3 separate regions of the Zea mays genome follow, and regions 1 and 3 are each linked to region 2. The links are chromatin contacts, called in public Hi-C maps. All regions are on one chromosome and are shown on one strand. Each heading gives the region's core, a stretch centred on a gene start, on an enhancer-like site or on the middle of the called end of the contact. The rest is flanking DNA. Distances are from core to core; before and after follow the strand shown. Region 1 holds the start of LOC103637109 (5-oxoprolinase). Region 2 holds the start of LOC100280412 (trehalase1). Region 3 holds the start of LOC100501202.

What was found. A called contact is a pair of places that touch in the nucleus more often than the background predicts.
Region 1: a Hi-C map of leaf shows a contact between it and region 2, with 7 times the contacts expected there. The contact joins the promoter of LOC103637109 here to the promoter of LOC100280412 in region 2. A contact is called at or near these places in 3 of 25 Hi-C or Micro-C datasets (bundle sheath, ear and leaf).
Region 3: a contact with region 2 is called in a Hi-C map of leaf, with 5 times the contacts expected there. The contact joins the promoter of LOC100501202 here to the promoter of LOC100280412 in region 2. A contact is called at or near these places in 3 of 25 Hi-C or Micro-C datasets (ear, leaf and tassel).

What each region holds. Positions count from the first base shown.
Region 1 is chr1:80,568,831-80,571,769 of Zm-B73-REFERENCE-NAM-5.0, forward strand. It overlaps LOC103637109 (5-oxoprolinase), which reads right to left and starts at 1,546. Exons shown (of 2, transcript XM_008659374.3): 1 at 1,407-1,546; 2 at 1-1,191. The coding sequence starts at 1,139.
Region 2 is chr1:80,824,710-80,827,484 of Zm-B73-REFERENCE-NAM-5.0, forward strand. It overlaps LOC100280412 (trehalase1), which reads right to left and starts at 1,281. Exons shown (of 11, transcript NM_001361071.1): 1 at 509-1,281. The coding sequence starts at 1,116.
Region 3 is chr1:80,666,160-80,668,964 of Zm-B73-REFERENCE-NAM-5.0, forward strand. LOC100501202 reads right to left here and starts at 1,357. Exons shown (of 12, transcript NM_001351955.1): 1 at 1,156-1,357; 2 at 803-1,080; 3 at 405-478; 4 at 237-331. The coding sequence starts at 1,291.

The DNA of each region.
Region 1 (2,939 bases), core at 296-2,795, 260 kb before region 2:
GGGTGTGCTCCAACAGATTCTGGCCCAACCTTGAAAGCGCCAAATTGAAACTTAAGCTTTGATCCGCCACCAGCAGCCACAGTGTTTATGTCAAGCTGGGGAGCTTGAATAATAGCCCCAGCAATCTGTGTCTCCAGAACTTGTTCATAGCTTCCATCATAGCGGCTGACATCTGTGGATGTACCTCCCATGTCAAACCCAATCAGTGGCTTGGATGTCTCAAGTCCAAATAAGGTCTGCGAATAGCCAACCACGCCACCTGCAGGGCCTGACAATACTGCTTTATGCCCAGAGAATCGCCTCTCTGGTGCTAGTCCTCCATCTGACTGCATAAATAGCACATTCACTTGTTCAGAGCCCCCTTCATATCTCGACATGAATCCCGATAGGTACTCTTTGATCACTGGTGTGAGATACGCGTCCACGCTTGCCGTCAGGCCCCGAGGCACTGCACGGACCATCGGTGTCAGAGACGAAGACAATGATACGTGCTTGAATCCCATCCCCAGAGCTAACTTCTCAACCAGGAGTTCATGGTGAGGATAAGTGTACGAATGCATCAACACCACTGCCAAGCATCTGATCCCCTTGTCAAGCAAACCTTTCAACAGAGGCTTCAGTGCTTGGACATCGACAGGTTTTGACACCCTCACCAGTTCCCCAGAGATCCCTTCAACAGATGACTCATCTCTGTCACCATCCCGAACGAGCTCAACTCGCTCGTCGACCTCAATCACCTCCTCGTAAAGATTCGACGGCTTTGACACCTTGAGGTCGAATATGTTCGGGCGAGCCTGGTTACCGATCTGGAGCAAATCCCTAAACCCCCTTGTCACGCAAAGCGCGATCCTCTCGCCCTTCCTCTCCAGGAGGGCGTTCGTGGCGACCGTGGTGCCCATCCTGATCCACTCGATCCTGCCGGTGGGGATCTTGGCCGACCGGGGGATCCTCTCTCCAGAGAACTCCTCCAGGATCCTCCTGATCCCTTCGATGGGCGCGTCGTCGTAGTTCGACGGGTCGACGGAGAGAAGCTTCATGACGTAGCCTTCTCTTCTCCCGGGTACCTCGGCATAGATGTCAGTAAAGGTGCCGCCCCTGTCAATGCAGAACCTGAACTTCTCCGCCGTGCTGCTGCCCATTGCCCCGCCTCCTCCCAAGGCCAACCCTCAACTCGCGAAAAGTTGGAGTTCTCTGAAAAGATCACGAAAGTAAGGTTGGTATTGGTACACCTGAGATCAATCTACAAGTGATGGCTTATAGCCACGGCCCTGAGCTATGTTCCGAATTCATTTAATCTAATCTACCGCAAATACTGGAGAACAGTGGATTGGAATAGAAGGGATATACAGTGCAGACTAATCGGTCTATAGCAGATTAGCAGGGGACGAGTGAGGAGGAGCACTTGCCTCGGTGCAAGAACAGCGGCGGCGGGGAGAGAGGAGAGGTCCCGGGGCCTCGCTCACCGTTGCTGGAGGCTGGAGCTGCTGGCCGCAATGAAAGAGCCACACGATGAGTCGATGGCAGACGAAGAGGAAAATGTGAGTTTGGATTGTGTCTATTGTGTTGGCTGGTGGGCCCATGGGTCTGTTTGGATCGGCTTTTTTCTGAAGAGCTTTTCTGAAAAGCTAGCTGTGGAGGGAAGCTGGCTGTGGAGAAAAGCTGTCTGTTAAGAATCTGGGTGTTTGGTAACCTAGCTGTTGAAAGAATCTACTGAGTGTATACTTTAAACAAACATGTAAATCGTGTACAAATTGTTTAGAAAATAGAAGTACAAACACGTTATGCAAGTGCACAGAGCAGGATGAACTCTCGGTGAAAATCATACACTAGTTCTCTCCTTACTAAATTTCCAAACGACCTCAAAGATTCGATCTTCTTAATCGCAAGGAATGAAGGGCCGAACAAATCAGAAGGGACATTGCTTCAAATGAAAGGAACTGATGATCCATGGTGAAGAAATGCACCCGCTTCTCTCAGCAGCCGCAAGCCACCCGCTTCTCTGGTCGTGTGTATTGTGAGCTTCTGTTGTAAGCGCTTTTCATAGAAGCTGTTCAAGAATCTGAGCGTTTGGGTCCAAGAAGCGGCTTCTGGTGGCCAGAAGCGCCCCAGAAGCTGAACCAAACGGAGCCCATGTCAACGTGTAAGCCTGTTTTCTCGGCCGTGCTCAGACTATGTTCAACGGTGCACCCTTGGCACCCCCTCTCCTATTACTGTAGCCCATATAGGGGCTACAGTACGCCCCCTTCCCCTTCAACGCTTCCCTCTTCCTCCTCCTCTCCCCTCCCGATTCTTTCTCTCTCTCGCTAAATGGAAGGGGACGCTATGGCGCTCGCCTCCCCCTCGGCCGGTAGCTTCCCAGACAAGCGCGCGCGGTCGGAAAACTCCGACGAGGGAGGTCCAGGCGATTCAAGGGCGACCGCACCGCTCCAGGAGAAGGCAGCCGTGGATCCGCCGTCGGCCGTGGATCCGCCGTCGGCCGCGAATCCTTTCTGTTGGTCCGGGCGGCGAGCAGCAGACGTCGTCGGCAACGCGGATCCAGCGGCCAAGTTCGCGGAGCGGCGACCCGGCCGATCCGTGCGAAGACGCCGCCGCCGGTCGTCTGTGTCCGCCAGTTCGTCGTCTGCGGGGTGGAGGTCAACGGGAGTTCATCGATTCGCCGACAGATCTACGCTGAGCCGATCTGCGTCATTCGAGCTTCAAGGTCCAAGGTACATCAATCGCTGCTCCAAGTTCTTCAGCTCGGATTGAATCCGTCTCCCAAAAACACCTTCCTTCGAATAACCCTAGGGTTTACATGTACTTCACATTTTAAGTAGATCGATGCATTTGTTCATGGCGAACTTTGACAGCTAGGGTTAACTCGGTTGTCCGAATGGCCTATTGTTAGCGTATGAAGCCTAAGTGATCCGTCCATATCATGTACATCATGTCGAAGTTCA
Region 2 (2,775 bases), core at 31-2,530:
GGACAGATAAAAGCAAGGACTCTTTTTCAGAAAACTAATTCCAATGCCAAGGCCACAGCCCACAGCACGGCGGCCAGCACCCATAGAAAAGTCAGGCGTACACAGTCTTTAACTCCTGTATGGAGATGACAAAAGGCGCACGACGAACACAAGAGACAGCGATGACGAAGCATACGACGAACAGAACAGACAAGGTGATGACAAAGCGTACAATGAACGCAGGAAGACACAAATGAAAATCGAGACATTGCCTTACATGTGGGACCGCAGCAGCGACAACTAACGGGAGAAGAACACGTACTATCGAACTCCATGTCAGGACGACAGGACCTGGATTCATCAATTTGCCCCTCCCAAACCCCAATGGAAAAAAAACCACGGATTATTGTACGTGATCCGGTGGGTGATCTAGAACTACCATTTCGTCCAAAACTTAAATATAGTAGTAAGGAGCAAAGCGGCGATGAAACCAAGCGAGCGGGGGCGGATCAGGCAGGAGAAGGGGTACCTGATGACCCAATAGGAGTCCCAGTAGTATACCTCCCGGAACCTGGATCCCGGCACGACGGCCCTGCCGGGCAGCGGCATCAGCGTGTGCCGGTCCGGCCGCGCCGCGACGTCGGGCGCCACCCGCCGCGCCAGGCGCTTCCACAGCGCGTGCACCTCCAGCGCCCACGCCCGCGCCTCGGGGCTGTGGACGTGGGGCAGGAACCCGCGCGGCTCGGGCTCGAAATCCGGTGGGACGTCCGCCACGAGATCGGACCCGGGGTCCCCGAAGTAGCGGGACAGGAAGTCGTCTAGCTCCGCCCGCGACGGCGACGGGCGCGGCAGCGCCGCAAGGGCGGCCGCCGCGGCGCGCTCGTCGGTCGCCAGCGGCAGGTCGACGTAGAACTTGGGGTCGAAGTCGTGAGGCCCCAGCGTGCGCAGCGCCTCCGACTGCACCCGCTGCAGGAGCCCGAGCAGCGCGCTGGCGCCCTCGTCGGATGCGCCGGCGGTGGCGGCGGTTGGCGCCATCTCGGTCGTCGCGCGGAGACAGGGGATGAGGCAGGGGAGGACGACGAGGAGGAGGAGGGGGAGGGCGTGGACGTGCTGGGGTTGCGGCGGGAGCCCAGCCATCCGACGAGGTTTTAAAGGAAGCTCCTACGTGGTGTGCCGCACCCGCACGTGTTGGTGGGGCTACTGGCTACGACGAGCGCGTTGGCGTGGGAGGTCCGAAGACGGTTACGACGGTGAGGACTGAGGACGACGAGCGTCTCCCGCGATTCCTACTGGTGTAGCGTGGTGTGTGGGTGGGTGGGGGAGTGCAAAAGGTGTTGTGGTGGGGGGGACCGGTCGATTCGACAAGTGGCACATAACAACATATCATCGTCGGCCTGCTGGTTTTTGTGAACCGTCGGCTCGGCTCCGCATGCCAGATTGCCATTTGCCAGTGCAGACATGCAGTGGCCTCCGCGTGTCGTGGTAGCAGCCTCGCAACGCCTACCCCAATGACCCCGGTCGACAGGCTGGGTTCCACGTGTCTTGTCTTGTCGCATGTGGAACTGGATTGCCTTTGGCCAATTGGTGGCTCTACCTCACAACTAACAATAATTCGTTAGCAGGCTCAACCCATCTAATAATTTATTAGTTGGCTAACTATTAACTATAGTGATTCTAAATAAACCCTAAATTACATCTTTGGATCAGATTCTATATCATCGCTGGGTAGTGGGTACGTGCTATTCTAGATGCTATTAAAAATAAATAGTGAGTCTAAATCACATCTTTGAATTAGATTCTCTATATCATCAGTGGATACCTGCATCTAGGATATGTGAAACATGTGAAGCATGGATATAGTTAATTCACATATGCCTCTCTTCCAGCTCACATTGTACGAAGCCATTAACTTTCTAGGTTCTCCACGTTACAGTTCTCAATGAAAATGGCATGGCACATGTATAGGTAAAGCCCGTCTTTTTTTTATCATATTGTAATTTCATTTGTTTGATTATTAAGTAGATAACGTACGCATCAAAATAGAGGCACATCATTAGCATGGTTGTATGGTTGGGCTAATTGGTTCGGTTGCAGTTGCACTACATATGTAACCCAAACCGAAAAGACAGAGACATAACCAAAAAGGGAAAATATGAAAATAAAAATAAAAATAAAACTTTATTCCACCATAATTTAAGGAGGACGGAATGAACGAAAAACAGGAGAAACGATGAGAAAAACTTCACACTAGTTTCCATCTTTTCCACCGTAGTGATGCATCAAAACTTTTGAAAAAAAACTCTTTATATTTCTTTGGAATGAACCGGAGTCTCTAGATCAAAGTCGATCCCCATGGACTCTAGCCGACTCCACACATCTTGCACACGGTAGTTGTAAAACCCTGAATATTTGAAAACAACAATTTCTTTGTTCAACACCTAAAATTTAGGTGTTACCGTTTTTTCCTTTTTCTCTTTTCTTAAAAGGGAGAATGATTTTGGCAATACTTAAAAAATAAAACAAAATCCTTGAGAGATTATGATTGTTGCATCTCATGTTGGAGCATTAATTTCCGGTTGTCAAGTTATCTTGGTATGCATACACTTAAAACTTGGAAATACATTTGAATTCGAATTCAAAAAGGGGAAAGGAAGCCAAAAGCTAAATAAAAAATAAAAAGAAAAGAGGAAAGCCACTCACTCCTTCCCCACACGGCCTTCCGCCCCAATCCCTCGTCCGGCTCATCTCCTCACCCCGTGCACAGCCGCCTCATTGGCCGCTAGGGCCCGCATGTTG
Region 3 (2,805 bases), core at 107-2,606, 160 kb before region 2:
TGAACTTTTCCAGATAAAAGTGCAAGACTCAGATTTACATTGTAGAGTTTATATAACTTTATGGCGCATGGTCAGTGACTGTGTTATGATTTACATTATTTACAGTAAGACTAAAATTCCTACATGCTTGCAAGTTGCAACACATATACCACTTTGTGCCACCAGAGCGTCAGCCAATCAATTGGACAATTGAATACAAATCCCAACAAGTAAGCAAAAGCGAGAGTTAAGCTTACTGTCGAGAAGACTCTGCCCTGCTCTTTGCATTTCCTTGGAAGGCTCGACCAGGTTAACCCTCTCTATTGATTTTGGCCACACTGCCCTCATTGCCCTGCTTTCTCATAGACATATTAAGCCTGTGTAAAAAAAACAGCAATAACAGATGTAAATCAGGACATCCTTACCAAAGAGCTGAACTTGGCCCGGCGCCAAAATCCAACACCTTGGCAGGCGCAAACTCTGGCAACCTTCGTCTAACCTGCAAAGCCCATGAAGCGGTCCATGAACGTGCAACGTTAATAGGGTGTTTTATTTGAAAAATGAGTTGGTTCATCATCTTCTCACTCCTCATTTTTTTTGTTTAGTTTGTAGAATTAAATATGTTGATTTATCATCACCTAATTCCTCATAATTAGTTAGTATTAATATGAGGAATGAGATCATCCTACCAAATTTAAATTTGAGGAATGAACCTATCATGCACCAACTCATTTGGAATATAGTGATTCCTCAAACCAAACGCCCTATAAACAAACTCAGCTCGGTAAGGACGGTAGAAGCAGCGAGTTCTGATGGTAGCGACCTCGCGTAGCACGCGGTGGCACGCGGCGTAGATGGCTGGCATGCGTGACGCGACGTAGGCAACTGTCTCGTCCTCGCGGTACCGGAGGCCAATATCGCCGTAGGCCGACCGCACCTTCCAGCGCGCCGACCGCTGCTCGGCGCCCGACGGCGCGTTGGGGTCGTCGAGGAGCGCGGCGCGAGTGGCGGCCGCGGCTAGCTCGGCTCCGGTGCCCTTGGCGCGGTCGAAGGACGCCGAGAGCAGCAGCACCTTGCGGTTCATGTGCGCCCTGTCCTGGTCTGTGCGAGCGAAAGGGGTTAGCAGGGGAGGCAATCAGTCGAGCAGGTGGCGCGCGGGGCGCGTCTATCGGTTACCGCGGAGGTAGCGCTTGATGGCGCGGCGGAGGGAGAGGGGGACGAGGTGGATGCCCTGGGACTGCTTCGCCGCCGTGCGGAGCGTCTCCGGCGTCAGCAGCCGTGGCGCCGTCTCCGGCAGGAGTGCGGCCGCCATGTGTCGTCACGACTCTCGCGGCGGCGCTAGGACCGTGGTTCCGTGAGCGACACAGGGTTCAGGAAGGGACGCAGTGAGAGAGGAGAGACGCACATAGAGATGGCCAAACGGGCCGGGCCTGCTGAGCCAGCGGGCTTAATTTTCTGTCCAAGTTCGGCCCGCAGCGGGTCTAAACGGGCCGAGCCGACCCGTTTAGCACGAAAAAAACGGGCCGAAAAGCGGGCCGGTAAGCACATTTTAGTGTAAAAAACGGGTTTAACGGGCTTAGAGGTAAACGGGCCGTGCCGCGCTAGCCCGCCGTGCCTAGTTTCCTGTCAAGCCCGCCCGCTTATTCTACCGTGCCGGGCTCGGACCGGACCCAAAAAGCGGGCTTCGTGCCGGGTTCAAGTGCCTCGTGCTTTTTGGCCATCTATAGACGCAGAGCTACCAAAGGGAGGACGGCTCGGATCGATCGAGGAGGCGCACCGTCCGATCGGACATGGGCGGCGCAAGACCATTGTGAGCATGAGAGGTTGCATTCTTACAGAAAAAACCCTCTTTTATACCTGTTTTACATGTTAAACCTGATGCCTTAGCAAAGCAAATAAATAGATTTTTCACGGGTATGCTGAAAAAAACTCGACCTCAACGAGCCGGCTTAAACTCACAGCAGCTCGATGTTCATAACAAGCTCGAGCCGAGCCTGTTTTTGTGGCTCGTTAAAAGAGCGAGCCAACTCGACTCGGTTAGTTACGGCTCGTGAGCTGACTCAATCCAACAACAAAATGTTACATAAAATCCTAATTATGTTATAGTGTTAATATAAAATATACAATTAGTTTATGTTATTTAAGATTAAGTACAGAATTAATCTACTTTCTATATTATATTAGTAATATATTTATTTAATAATTTAAAATATGTTATTAAAATTATTTTTGAGATTTTATATTATAATTTAGAGGGTGAGCTCAAGCTTATGACTAGACTCGATAATCCGGTGTTGGGGGCCTTCGGTTTCCGAAGGTCCTCAAAGACATGATTTAACAATGTTTCTGGAGTATAATGTGTGAACAGGTATCTTCGGACTAGAGATGTCAATGGGGACCCGATACCCGCTAACCCGTGGGGAATTCCCCTATTAGGGTACGGGTATGGGACAAAAATTGTACCCATGGGTATGGATATGGGACAAAATCTCCACCCATTGGGTAAACGGGTATGGGTTTGGAAAGCAATAATCCGAACCCGATTACCCATGGGTATTTCATACGTGTACACCTGTCGTGTTTGTATGAATGAGTTGAGGCCGAGCCGGCCACCAAGCCTAGCACGACAGCGCACCAGGCCTCAGGTCCTAGCCCAACAAGGCAAAACAGCAAGGCAACTAGCAGACTAGCAAAAAACAAAACCCTAAAATAACCAACCATATGCTACACCCTACCCAGACGACGGTGACGACCATGGATTCTCAGGCGCCAACAAACTCAGATGGTGACCAAGGAAGGTGAGCAAACTCCATTTCTCCATTTCTT